2 separate regions of the Zea mays genome follow, and region 2 is linked to region 1. A link is a contact called in public Hi-C data. All regions are on one chromosome and are shown on one strand. The core of a region is the stretch at or near the end of the contact, and the rest is flanking DNA. Distances in the headings are between cores, read along the strand shown. Region 1 holds the start of LOC100281602 (NAD kinase 1). Region 2 holds the start of LOC100274449 (glycosyltransferase).

Region 1 (6,844 bases), core at 2,977-5,476:
CACCTCATCAACGCTGCAGGTGGATCTCCCTCTTCTCTCCCTCCTAGCCTCCTCTATGAACTACGGTGGGTACAGTACGGGTTAGCTCTCTCCTTGCTCCCTTCCCATGCATCGCCGACGACTCACAGAGCCACAAGTGTCCACCTTGCCGGTGCTGCTACAGCTCATAGTTCTCCCTTCTCTTCTTCTCCGCCTCTGCTCGTAGATCCCAGTCCGCTTCTCGTCCACTCTTGCTCGTATAGGGATGATAATTTAACCCACAAACTCGAGACCCGACAGGTACCCCGACCTGACGGGTGTGGGTACAGGTGAAGATTTTGACCCGCGGGTGCAACTCGCACCCGACCCGAAGTTATAGCGGGTGTGGGCGTGGGTTTCTATTTCAACCCGCGAGTGACCCGCGCCCAACCCGAAATTTGGTTTCTTCATTGTTTTACGCAATAATGATTAAGATACAATGGTAATTATTTTGAATAAGTAACTTGCCTAATGATTCATGAAGTGTTTTATTGTTGCTAAATATGAGAAGGCTTAAAATCCATAAATATAACTCAATTATGGTTTATATTTAATTTCTTATAGCTGAATTATTGTTTAAAAGTGTAAACTGAGTAAAAACTCGCGGGTAACCCAAAACCCACCCGAAAATCGATGGGTTTGGTGCGGGTTTGGACTGCAGCTGTGGGTGCCATCGCGAGCGGTTTTAGGTAGACTTGACGGGTGTGATCGTGGGCGGATTTTTGCTCCACCCGACTCAAACCCAGCCCATTGCCATCCCTATGCTCGTCGGCTCCGTCGTTGGTGTCTCAGACTATCAGAGTGCTCTCCGGCGCGTCTTGTGGTTGTGGATCTACCTCTTCTCTCCCATCTCTATTGTCTACTCCCAATGAGATAACACTAAGTCCCTAACCTAAATCGCGCTCGGCTTCTCCTAATCTCCGTCGTTTGTGGTCAAGTCACAAGCTCTGCTGGCCAGATCTCCGTCTTCCTCTCTTCTCCGGTGCTCTGGCTGCGCAGGTAATCGTTTTGCCGTTTAGGTCATCATGCATTCAGATTCTTTGCATTTTTTGCAACCCTATCTAATCCTCTCGTTTTCTTGTCTGGTAAGGTCGGCGAGCGATTAGATTGGTGACGCGCTCACCGTTGAGGAACCGGAGTCGCATAGGCAATGGGGGTCCGGCGGTCGACGACCATGAAAATGGACTTAAATCCGGCTACTGAGGCTGTGGAGATGAGGCTACAGGACCACAACGACGTTGAGGATGCTCGACGTTTCATCCTCGGTAGCAGTGCAGATGCTGATGTCGATGTGGACGCCGATGCAGAGCCTGCTAGTGGTGGTACTGGGACGAGCTCGATCGATGAGAGCACGGTTGATGGTGATAGAGCAGGGAAGAAGAGGTCTAAAGCTTGGATCGACTTCACAAAGGTAAAAGATTTGGTGAATGGTAAGAGGGTAAGGGTCTCTACCACATGCATCCACTTTAAAGCTTCATTTTATTCTAAATCCTATAGTGGCACTAGTCATTTGTTACGCCATGTTGATACTTGTGCTGCTAAGAAAAAAAAGGAAATTCAATCTGTTCTTAATTATAATCATGATGGTTCACTCATGCATTGGGAGTACTCTGATGCTAGGGCACGTACTGAATTGTGTCGTTTGAATGCTAGAATAGATTTATCTATTTCCTTTGCTGAATGTGATGCATTTGAAGAATATATTGTGAATGCTCATAATCCTAGATTTGTTAAAACGTCTCGACAAACTATTGCTAGAGACCTAATCAAACTTTATAATAAACGTATGAAGAAATGAATTGAAGCTTTGAAGAAGCCTGTGTCATTTGTTGATATTACATCTTAAATCTGGTCAAGTAAGGCTAAAGAGGATTATATAAGTGTAGTTGCTCATTATGTCAATTCTGATTGGGAGTTAGAAAAGAGGTTGTTTGGTTTAAGGCCAATTGAAGTGGCTCATATTGGAAGAAACATTGCTGGTAGAGTTCATATGGTTGTTGATTATTTTGGAATTTCTGATAAGATTTTCTCTATTGTGTTAGACAATGTCTCAACAAATAAAATTGCAGTACCAATTCTTAAACCTGTTTTTATGCTTATATTGGTCATTTATTGCATGTAGAAGTTAGATAAGAGGAGGACTTAGCTTTTATATTTTTTTTGCATCAGCGTTGTAATTGCCACATTGTTATTCTGATCGTAGTCTGGTCTGAAATGATTGAGGAATTATTTAGATGCTTTTAGGACTGCAATTACATTCTTGAATGCATCTAACCAACATATTGTTGCATTTAAAAGCTTTTGCTTGAGTCTTGGAGTTCATCCTAGCAAGTTTGGTGTTGATATGGATGTTATGGTGAAACTTTACTTACTTAATGCTTAAGCATCTTGTTCCTTATCGAAGCACCTTCTCTGTCTTTATCCAAACTAATCATCCAGTTCAGAGAGATGGCTCTATTTTGTTGACAGATGGTCACTAAGATGTTGCTAAAAAGGTTCTATCCTTTCTTGAGTTGTTCTATGATACATCTGTTGCTTTGTTTGGAATTTATTATCCCACTTCAGCATTAATGCTACATCACATACTTAAAATTGCTAGACATCTAAATGCTTTTTAAATTGATGCTTTGCTTAGAGATGTTATTGTTCCAATGAAAACAAAGTATTTGAAATATTGGAGGAAGATACATGTTCTATGTTGCTTTGCCTTTGTATTGGATCCTATAGCAAAAATAAGGTGGTTTAGTAAGCTTCTTTTGAGGTTGTCTGGACTTAATGGAACTGATTATTCAAGGTATCCTACATCCATTTGGTCTAAGCTAACTAAGATTTTTTAGATTTATGAATTGAAATTTGGTGAAGTGCGCTTGAGTGCACAACAACATAAGAGTGATGGTATGGCAGGTAAGGCTACAAAGGCATGGGATGGCATATATGGATAATGATATCATCATGCCTTCCCCATCTACTAGAACTAGTACTCCTGCATCTGTATCATCTATTATTGTTGTTATATCTGAGTTACCATCATATCTTGATATTGATATTATCACACATTTTGACTTTGATTTCAATCTTCTAAACTGGTGGCGACGACACAAGTTGACATATCATGTGCTTTCTATACTTGCTAAAAATGTTCTAAATGTACATGCTTCCATTGCATCATCAGAGTCCACTTTTAGTTTAGTTGACAGGTGCTTGAAGACCGACAGTGGTGACTAACTCCTAATATGGTTGAAGTTTTGTCCTGCATAAAGGATTAGGAGCTTGCTGACTTGCATAGTTAGCACATGGTGGATAAAGACACCAAAGAACTTGAAGGTCTTTTTGAAGCAATGTACCTAGATTAAATTGGTGGAGGCAAAGAAAGATGAGGTGGAGGATCTGGTGGAACAGGTGGAGCTAGTGGAACTAGTGGTGGATCTTGAACAGTTGAGGCCTGAGGGTTGTTGCCTACTGGCCTGTTGCTATTGCTTCTTAATTCTATTGCTATTACTACTCTGTTGTAACTTGTGATGAACTATTAAACTCGACTGGACCTACATTAAACCTATAGGAGCTGCTTGTACTCTTTTCCTTTCTAGTTTTTTCTTACGAGGTGTGTGTTTTACTTAGGAATGTTTTAATGAGGTAACATTGCACTAAGACTCCATTAGTATATTGTTTGCATCAACTTTTTTCTGAGTCATGGTTGAGTGTCTAATTGGGTGATTGAGTTAGTGCCACTATGAGATTGGGCATGAGTATGAGTTTTGTGACTTTGAATATTTCATCACTTTGAATTGTTACTGTGTGAATTGAATTGTTATTTCATACATTGAGTATTCTTCCTCGTTACTTCGAGTTTGAGTATTAATTGTGTTAATTGTGAACCGTTATGGTTAGATTTTTGAGTTTTTTTTATTTCCGTGTGCTCCGGGTCAGCATGACCTTGTGGTCTAGCCAGATCACCGTCACAACATGATCTCGATTAAGCTATTTTTGTGTCGTGCTTGGGTCAGCTTCTAAGGCTGCGGACTGGTACGACACGGCCCAGTGTTGTGCACGTGCTATGCCAGCTTGGCCCCACGGCACGCACGAATGAACATGAATACCCCAAATGTTGAGGGATAATTTGATTAATAATAATTATTTAGTAGAATTCAGGCAGGAAACACGAAGTCTCCACACGGCCATAACGCTCCCTTCCCAGCACGCGCCCGCCCGAAGCCAACCGTCCCAGTCTGGGCCCCACCGGCGAGAGCCCGTCGGCGTCAAACCAGGACCCGATAAATAGCCGCGCCGGGCGGGGAGAGGTGGTGCTCCTCACCGGCCTCGGCGTCGTCGCCTCGCACCGCACCCACCGGTCCACCACCCACCTATTCTTCTTGTCTCTCTCCCCCCTCGCAAATCGGAGGCCAAGTACACTGCCCACCCAAGTACCCAACCAAGTCAGGAGCAGAACAAGTAGTACGGGCTGTGTTTTCTGCGACGGCGAGCCAAGAGCAGAACAAGTAGTACGGGCGTGTTCTCTGCGACAGCGAGCGGACCAGATCGGCGGCGCCATGTCGCACGACGAGCTCGCCGACAAGGTACGCAGGTTCCTCCCGATCCGTCCGCGCTAGCTGGCTGGGGCGGCTCCTTGCGGCTGGGCGTCCGAATTCCGCCCGATTTGCTTCGACGGAGTGTTTGGTTTACCTGGTTCTGATGAATGCGTGGTTTCCGTGTGGCAGGAGCCGTCGTCCTCCGAGGAGTTTCAGCTCGCGCCGACGGGTTCCAAGTTCCGGAGCCTCAGCCCTGCACCGATTCCGATCCCAGCTTCTCCGGGCATCAGATCATTGGTCGACTCGGTACGTGCAGACATTGCAGACATGTGTAGATGGCCAAAAGGAATGTGCCCCCGCTTTGAGTTTGTAACACACAGTCCACTCTCGGACCGACGGCACTTACTAGTGGCAGCACTTTAGGATATAGCCCATTTCCAAACCAACACGAGTTCTTTGTACGTACTTTGTCCTCACTTATGCGCATCCAAGAAGACTTCCTGATCGGTCACTCCCCAAAACTTGTTCTAAGCCAAACACACTTAACCTAGAGGTTCTTTTGAGACAGACTTTCGAAAAATAAAATATATCTTGTTGGTATGAGTCTTAATAACCAAGTCCCCTTAGAAGATCGACGAGGACGTCACTCAACCTCAAGGCAGAAACCTCCCCTCTGGCCACGTCTATGTGTCTAGTGTCATCATATGTCATGTCTTGTGACTACTCTGGACCCGCATGCGTCATGTGTCATATACCCGAACCCCTAGTTCACACACGCCCGTGAAACCGCGAGGGTTGGTTCTGATACCACTCTCGGACCGGCGGTACTCAGTACCGTAGCTTGGTAGAAGATGGTGGATGCACATGCACCCACGAAAATTTGAAAAACTGGTAATTTAGATCATTTTTTCACCATATATGCACCACCTATAAGTTATTACTATGCACCCTCAATGTATTTGCACTCTTCTCTAATTCGCTCTAGCTTCGTCACTGGCGTTACTTACTCCTGACACCTCTCTAGTACCATATATCATCCTCACAGACCAACACGAGTCTTTTGTGCGCACTTTGTTCTTACTCATGCGTATTTCCGGTCGGTCACCCATCCCAAAATTGCTCTAGGTCAAGCACGCATAAACTAGAGGTTCTTTCGAAGCAGCCTTCTGGAAAAAAAATGCATCTTGTTGGTATGAGTACTATATTAATTCTATTAAGTCTTGGGCCAAGATATCACAGATTTGGTCTCACGCGTTGCTTTGTTCCTCGTCGTGCGATTGCGTGATAAGTAAGGGCGGCCAAGTAAATAGCTGGAGTGTCCATCAGTTTTACGTCGTCTGCTTTTGCTGTACAAGTGTTTTAAGTAACTAGCTTATCGTGCAAGCTCGGAGATTTCCTGGACCAGAAATGCAAATGGGCTTGACCTCCTTTCCCCATTTTGAAGAGGAATAATTTAGTGTATTGGTTTTCAAACGAATTTAGTACATGCGATTGCATAGTATGTGACACTTGAATTTGTGATTGGATTTCAGCTACAAAGTCACACTGATTGCAGATCCAAGCACTCACATGAAAATATGAGGCTAAATCACCTGGTTACCTTACCTATAGAAAACCTAACATATCCCAAGTTTAACATTGCACCATTTTGCAGTTTGAGCCTATTTAAGCTCTGAGTTAAATTAAACCGATCAGCAATTTTATGGGGTATTGGTTATGGAGTTCAAAAGTTTGGTGGGTCTAAATCTGAATTTATCTGAAAACCTCTCAGCCCTTTATCCGTGAATCTAAACTAAACTAAATATGTATGCCATTGCAATCTTAAATGGCTGGATACATTTATTTCTGGAGGCAGTTGATACATTCACAATGGTAGAAGAGACATTTTTTTAACCGTCAGATGTCCCATTGCCCTACACTCACGCTGACAGATCTGCTTCTATTTCAGGTCTCTGATGAGACAGTAAATGTAGATGTCATGGCCTCACATCAAAGTGAAAATGGATCAATCTCTACAGCTAGTTCTACCGTTAGTTTACTGGAATCAGAGAAGGCAGCATATGAATTTCTTGCTCAAACTCCTGTCAGATCAACCGATGCACATCTTATTGAGTTTTCAGAGGCCTTGAGAAGTAAGGATAGACATACTTTCTACTTTGAATGAAGCCTAAAGTGTACTATAAAAATACAGACATATATAGAACCTTTTATTTACTATTAAAACAATACCACAACAACATAATTGGTATAAATTTATGTGAATTTGAAGCTGTCGCAAAAGCCTTACGACAAGTGGCTGA
Region 2 (7,212 bases), core at 812-3,311, 160 kb before region 1:
ACTCAAAAAAAACAAGTATACATGCACGCAGATATTAGTAAAATATGTAATTTGTAATATGTTGCACATACAATATACGTGTCAGGGGGTGCATCGTCACACCATATGTATGCGGCATTCGATCGAGGTATATATATATGCTGCCGTCACCTTAGTGGTCGTCGGCGTTCCCAATCCGTCACGCAAACAGCACACGACAAAGCACGCCTCTCTTGTTCCATCTCCATCCAAAATACACGGTGATGCGTGCATGCTCACCGCCCCCCAACACTTGATGCACGTCGTCGTTCCAACAAGCTGCCAATGCCTGCCGTCACGCTCCCTCTACCGGTCCGGAACAGCATAGACAGCCGCCGTGCGTGCGTACACCTGTCGCCGCCGGCCGGCCGGCCATCACAGTCTCTCCTGCCGGCGCCGCTGCCGCATCGCGTGCGCGTGCATCCTCGCCAGGGTCTGCCGGAACCTAGCGAGGTCCAGGGTCACGTTCTGGCCGCCGAGGTAGACGCGCGCCACCAAGTTCCATCCCCCCTTGTCCCGCTTCGCCGCTTCCGGGTCGGTCAGCACCACGTCGCCCGGCGCGTACCTGCGCGCCAGCGAGCTCTCGCCGGCGCGCACCTCGTACTGCTCGTACGCCAGCCCCATCCGGGCGGCGGGTTCCCCGAAGTCTTCGCGCGCGATCGGGGACACCCCCAGCGGCGCGATCTGGGTGAGCGAGGCGCGCCCCGGCCGCAGGAACAGGAACTTGGTCAGGTCCGCGCCGTGCACCCCCACGAGCGCGTCGCAGGCACGCAGCGACGCGTACCACGCCGAGAGCGGCAGCCCGTTGGCCGTCTCCAGGATGTCCACGTCGAACCCCACGGACGAGGCCAGCCGCGCCACCGCCGCCTGGTTCTCGATCACCCGCGTCCCCTTGCGCGACACGATCCCCAGCCTCGGCCGCCGTCGCCGCCGCTGCTCGGCGTCCCGCAGGTCCTGCTGCTGTGCTGGTCTTGCCGTCTCCCGTGGTGGCTTCTCGTACGCGTCGGCGAGCATCTGGTGGAAGTCGACGATGGTCTTGTTGTCCCGGAGCCTAGCGGGGTCCACGATGAGGATGCCGTGGTAGCGGGTCCCCACGATGGCGCCCGGGAAGCAGTGCGTCCGCGTGCCGTGGAGGAGGTCCACCACGGGGTGGTCGGAGAGGCCGGAGATGACCTCGCCGAACATGCCGGCCCACCAGGGGTTGTACGAGACCACCCCCAGCACGACGCGGCGGCGGAGGTGCTGCACCGTCAGCCACGACGGCAGGAACCCGTCGTTGAACGCGTGGAACAGGTTGCCGGTGTAGCCCCCCGCGGACATGACGAGCAACGGCGCGTCGTGCCGTACGTCGCACCGGTGCTCCTCCTCCTCCCGCTCCCCATCTGGCCGCCGCGGCGCCGCCACACGGAGCCGCACCTCGGGGACCTTGTCCATGATGAAGCGCTCCCACTTCCGCGGGTACGGCCGCACCCTCTCCTCTTTGTCCTCTTCCGACGACGTGCCGTTCTGCGCCTGCTGGTGCGGCGGGAACAGCAGGAGCGACAGCGACGCGGCGTCCGTGCGCACGTCGCCGGCCATGAAGCACACGTCCGTGTGCACGCTGGAGCGGTCGCAGCAGATGGTGTGGTCGCGCATGGACGAGCACGGGGACCGCACCTGGTTGTCAAGGTCAAGGGCCACCGCATTGCCTCCGGCGACGCGCTGCGGCACCGACGAGGCCGTCGCCGTCGTCGGCGTCGGCGCGAAGAGCCCGACGTCGATGCTGTACCCGTACGGGCTGAGCACGAGGACGCGCGGTGCGTAGAGTAGCACGCAGAAGACGACGGCGAGCACGAAGAAGAACTGCACGAACCCCCACCTGCCCGCCGCCGCCTGCTTCTTGCCGCCCGCTGGCGCGACGTCGTCGTTGTCCATGCCGCCGACGCCCTTCGGGACGACGACGGGCAGTTTGGCGGAGGCCTCCATGCCGCTCGTCTCCGCCGGTCGTCGGTGTGGAACGACGCACGCGATCGAACGAGCTAGCTAGCTAGTACGTCGTCGTTGTAGCCGGCATCTGTGTCACTCTCGCGTCGGGCCGGGGTTATAACTTTATAAGGACTTGCCAAGAGAGACGATCGAGTCGTTGCACAGGGACAGGGCGGCGCGGTCGCTGGTCGCTGCCGAACGTGACAAGAGAGACACGGCGCGCGCGGAGGCGACGACGAAGGATTTCCATGACCGCTAGCTAGCTAGGGTCAGCTTCAGCTTCTGCTGGCAGACGTGCGCCATTTTGGCACCTGCAGCGCGCTAGCGGTGCATCTTGACATCTTCCAGTCCTAATCCTACAAGTAGAAAGCTAGCTAGCTTTATTTGACACGTCAATGCAATTAGGATGGAGCATCGACCAATTCAGGTCTTCCAGGTCAGAAAAAATGGTGTAGAATTCATTGCTGCTAGCTGTATGTATATATGCAGAGAAAATATTTGTGATACAGTTCATACTTGTTTTTGGATGCATAGGTATGCGTCATTATCTTCCACCGACGTACGTAGGCCAATCAATTTGTGTAAACTTAGTCAATAATTGATCTCTTGAATAGGTGCTTTTCTACATTTCATTTGGTCGCGTATACTCCTTCGGGCGGGCCATAGGTATTTAATTAGGGCCTTTTTTTACACTGTATTGCTAACAGTTAGCTGCTAAAAGCCTAAAAATCACCCAAGATCTTCTTTATCTGGGCGCCGTAAGTTTACTACACAATCAACCATATGCATGAGCTAGTTTAATTCTAGCTCTCAGGTAAACCCCATGCATGTACTGTAGATCCAAACGGGGTCACAACATATTAGACAATGATAAAGTCTCTAATATTACATGTTCCTTTAATCTAATACATGTTTTTATTATTACAATATGTTTATAAATTGATCAGTTACTTTTTATTACTCCATGCATGGGAGCATCTTAAAAAAAAGAAAATAAAAGCACCCATCACATCCATGGTTTTATGCTTTCACACTGAAAATACAAATACGACTTTTCAGTGATAGCCATAATTTCAGAAGGTGTATCGAACCTGATTTGAAGGAAATTAGGTGTAGTCAGCTGCTAGTAATAGATATTTTCTAAACTTGAGATGATGATAAATAAATAAGAAACAGCTGTCGGCTAGCTCGTATCAGTTTACAGGTTGGTTCAACATTATTGCATGAGTTCTACTCAGATTGGGTGACCAAGAAATGGAATAGAGAAGGTGAAAACGCATGCTATCTAAGAGGCGGCAAAAACGAGACAGGAAGCAAATCTGTGGTCGGAGATGCACAGCAACAGTAGCACGAGCTACTACAAGTGAGCAGTAGTGGGTTTGGTGCTTGGTCCCTCTCCATCATCTCCCCATTCATGTCGCCGGCTCCTTTCGTTTATTCCTCTTATTCATTCTTCAATGCGCTGTGGCTCCACTTACAAGTGCAAATCAAACGTCTCCTGGATGGACAGGATCGGATTCATATATATAGCACGGAGCGAGGATCTGAGATTAAGGGCTTGTTTGGAATCAAGGGTAATAGAGGGGATTGTGGGGGCTAGAATCCCCTACTATTCAATTTTAAATAGTGAGGGATTCTAGTCCCCTCAATCTCCTCCATTCCACATGCTCCCAAACAAGCTCTAAGAGGACCAAATTAGATTAGAGAACTGTTAGAAACATTCTTTCATCATTTTCATGAGAATTAGCTAAAAAACTAACAATCTTATAGAATTAGGGGAGCATCGGGGGAATTGCCCTCATATGCCCCCCTGTCGTCGCCCATGACATAATATTACTAGGGATGAAAACAACCGGAAACGATCGGAAACAATATCATCTATAAAAAATGATTGTTAGTCTCGCTCAGAAATTTACCTAGATTTATAAGTAATATGCTTATTGGCGACTATACACTAACGGAATCGGTCTCAGCACTAAATAAAGCCTGAAAAACACTCGGCGAAGATTTTGTCGAGTGTGACAACGCCTGACGCTCGACAAAGTTAACGACCGTCAGCTATAGACGGCTGCTGATGGACCTTTGCCAAGCGTCTAGGTACGCCGAGAGTTTGGCACTCGGCAAACTGTTCTTTGCCAAGTGTTTCCCTGTGCTGAGTGCGACACTCGGCAAAGCGCCTAGCACCCAGCAAAGAGCCGGATTCCGGTAGTGATAGTACCATGTTGACAGATATTCAAAATTTAAATTTTAAATACATTAATTTTTATAAACAATATTGTATTAGAAGCATGCATTCTTGTACGCAAATATTAAAATGAGATTTGCTAAAATTCAGATGTTTAAATTTTTTATTTTTCAGTGAAGGTTATTGCATATATATGATATATTGAATACTAAAACTGCAGATTTGGTCTGTTACAATTTATGTAGGTACAATCATGTAACTTTTGGTTTCTAAAATAAAAAAACCAATAGACAAAACTACAAACTCAACAAAATTCGATCCCCCTGTGCTGGCAAAAGGACAACGATTATCTTTATAGTTGAACAGAAACAAAATTTGAACTTGTTATCACACAAAGGCAAATCATAGAAGCAATAATTTGCATGGATGGTACGGACCGAGTCAAATGCATTGTCCAATGCATGCAACTTGTACTCGAACAGAGACTCCGATCCGAGCATTTGGTTGCTCGATCGCGTCCGTCTATAGTCTGCCCGTTCAATGCATGCCATGCATGCACGCGCAATTCACGCGCGCGTACCTACGGCTCTGAAAAAAGTCAACCGAAACTGAAACGTCGTCCCCACGTGCTGCTCCCCGGCCAGTACTCCCGCGTCCCGTCCAGGTAGGCTCCTCGTTGCTTCTCCGGGCGAGACACATGTACACGCACGTGTACACGCGCAACGCGGGAACACTGACACTGCACTGTACCACGGCTCCGAATTTTTTTACATTTTGACCCTTTCTCGGAAAAAAATCACGTTTTAGCCCTAGAAAAATTTAATGTTATTTTTGGACCTTTTGCTCGGCGCACAACCTAGACGTCATGGCGCCGAGCTTAGATGTGTAAACAAAGCTTGTCTAGCTCTTTTGGTAAAGCGCAAGGCTCTTAATCTTGTGGTCGTGGGTTTGAGCCCCACGGTGGGTGTTTTTTATACTGATTTGTTTTTTGTTGTCCATATTTTTCGTTTATGTCGCTGATTTATCCGTCCAGATTTATTTCTTATCTAGATTTTTTGTTTTTATGACTGCTTTATTTATTCGTCCAGATATTTTTTTTGTTTATCCGACGAGCACAGCGGCTGTGTGCCATAGTGGCCGCAAGCCGTCAACTTCTCCCCTTATTTGCTCAGCTAACCTACACCTAGAAAAATCAAAGTGAACCGCAAATGGACTATAATGTTTAAAACTTCTTTTGAAAATGCAATTTGAAGATTAGCATATGAATAACAATTGTATTTCTCTTTGTCAATCAAAAAGTGACCTACAAAATAATAGCATGGTTAAATCTATGCATCATTCCCTTGATGGGAACTCAACATTGAATGAAAAGGTTAATTAAATCCGCGGATTAACTATACTGTTTAGTTTAGTAGTATGTAAATTAAATATAAAAGTGAGGGACTGTACCCCCATACACACATACACAAGCTCACAAAGTATTTTGTCCACTTGAAAAACTTAAATTTGTTTGAAAAACGTCATGGTAAATAGTGGGAATGGAATTAGGTATCACCGAGTGGAGTAATTTATACAGTAAATTCTAAAATATATCATCCATGAGACAAGTATATAATGGAGTATACTTTTATTTAGTGTAGAGGAAAAAAAGATGAATATGTTGCTTCTTTTTATTGGGAATATGTTATTATATATTTAGAATTTATGTTCAAAAGAACTCAATGAAAATATAATATTTTATGTGGTCGTGATTGAAGTAAGACTGTTCTTATTTAATTTTTATTGTGGTTAGCTGAGCAAACAAGGGGAAAGTTGATGGCTTGCGGCCACTGTGGCACACAGCCGCTGTGCTCGCCGGATAAACAAAAAAATATGGACGAATAAACAAATCAGTCACAAAAACAAAAAAATATGGATGAGAAATAAATTTAGACGGACAAATCAGCGACATAAACGAAAAATCTGGACAACAAAAAACAAATCAGTGACAAAGACAAAAAGTATTTAATGCCCACTGTCGGTACCCTGAAACTAGGATACCCCTGCTACTATACAAAGACGCAGTGCCCACGTGGCTATCACTTAGTCGCGTGGTAGAAGTGCTGTGTGTGGGACCAAGCCACAGCTCGCCCCAATCGCAGGCGGTTATTCTGGGTCCACAGCAGCGCCCGACCCCACCACATGGACAGGTCCGAAGCCGCCACGTGTCCAGAGAAGGTGATATACTCCAAGGCGTCAACAGTGGTCCGGACCCCCACGGGAGAGCGCCGGACCCCCGGATATACAGTCCGGACCCCCAGGGTTGGTCCCGGACCCCCAGGGTTGGTCCCGGACCTCAATGTGTGCAAGCCGGACCCCTGGAATGGGATCCGGACCCCCTCGTATGGGGTCCAGGCCGCCCACAGTGGGGTCCCAAGGTCCTAGGACGGAACATACATGGGTCTTGAACAGGACCCAGGAAGGGGTCCGGTACCGACACGTGTCCAGACCTAGTCTGGTGCGGACCTGTCCGCATACACTCCTGCTCCCTGCCTAGGCGGAGACCCGATGCTGCCACGTGGCCTACTGCGCGTGACGTAAACCAATGGGCGGAGCCTGACGTAAGGCCTCCGGTTTACGTGGCCCCTGCATTTATTGCGGATAAGGCGCGCCGCCTGACAGGCGATGTGCCACCTTGGCATTTAATGAGACATGTCCATTCCGTTGGCAGGCGGCGACCTGTCCATTCAGCAGGCGGCGTGCCTATCCATTCCACTGGCAGGCAGCATGCCATACTGCCACGTGCACTACGCCCATCATTGCTCGTACATACCAAGGAAGCAGTCGCCGCGTATCAATACTGCACGGGCTGCGGGCATCATGGCGCCAGGAGATTGCACAGGCACTGCTTGCATTAGTTGCTCCAGGTGTTCCTTCCGTTATGTTCCTGTGCCCACATGTCAGGGCTCAACATCCTTGTATGTGCCTCCCTTGAACTATAAAAGGGAAGGCACACGACGTTACAAGGCAAGTCACTTAGACGCAGCTCAGACTCTCATACTCAA

The links. Hi-C and Micro-C count contacts between places; a contact is called where the count stands out from the background.
Region 2: a Hi-C map of leaf shows a contact between it and region 1, with 8 times the contacts expected there. The contact joins the promoter of LOC100274449 here to the promoter of LOC100281602 in region 1. A contact is called at or near these places in 9 of 25 Hi-C or Micro-C datasets (ear, endosperm, leaf and 1 more).

The regions. Positions count from the first base shown.
Region 1 is chr8:163,647,323-163,654,166 of Zm-B73-REFERENCE-NAM-5.0, reverse strand. It overlaps LOC100281602 (NAD kinase 1), which reads left to right and starts at 4,226. Exons shown (of 11, transcript NM_001291621.1): 1 at 4,226-4,592; 2 at 4,734-4,850; 3 at 6,493-6,676; 4 at 6,814-6,844. The coding sequence starts at 4,566.
Region 2 is chr8:163,801,181-163,808,392 of Zm-B73-REFERENCE-NAM-5.0, reverse strand. It overlaps LOC100274449 (glycosyltransferase), which reads right to left and starts at 2,061. Exons shown (of 1, transcript NM_001148808.1): 1 at 38-2,061. The coding sequence starts at 1,983. The coding sequence ends at 394.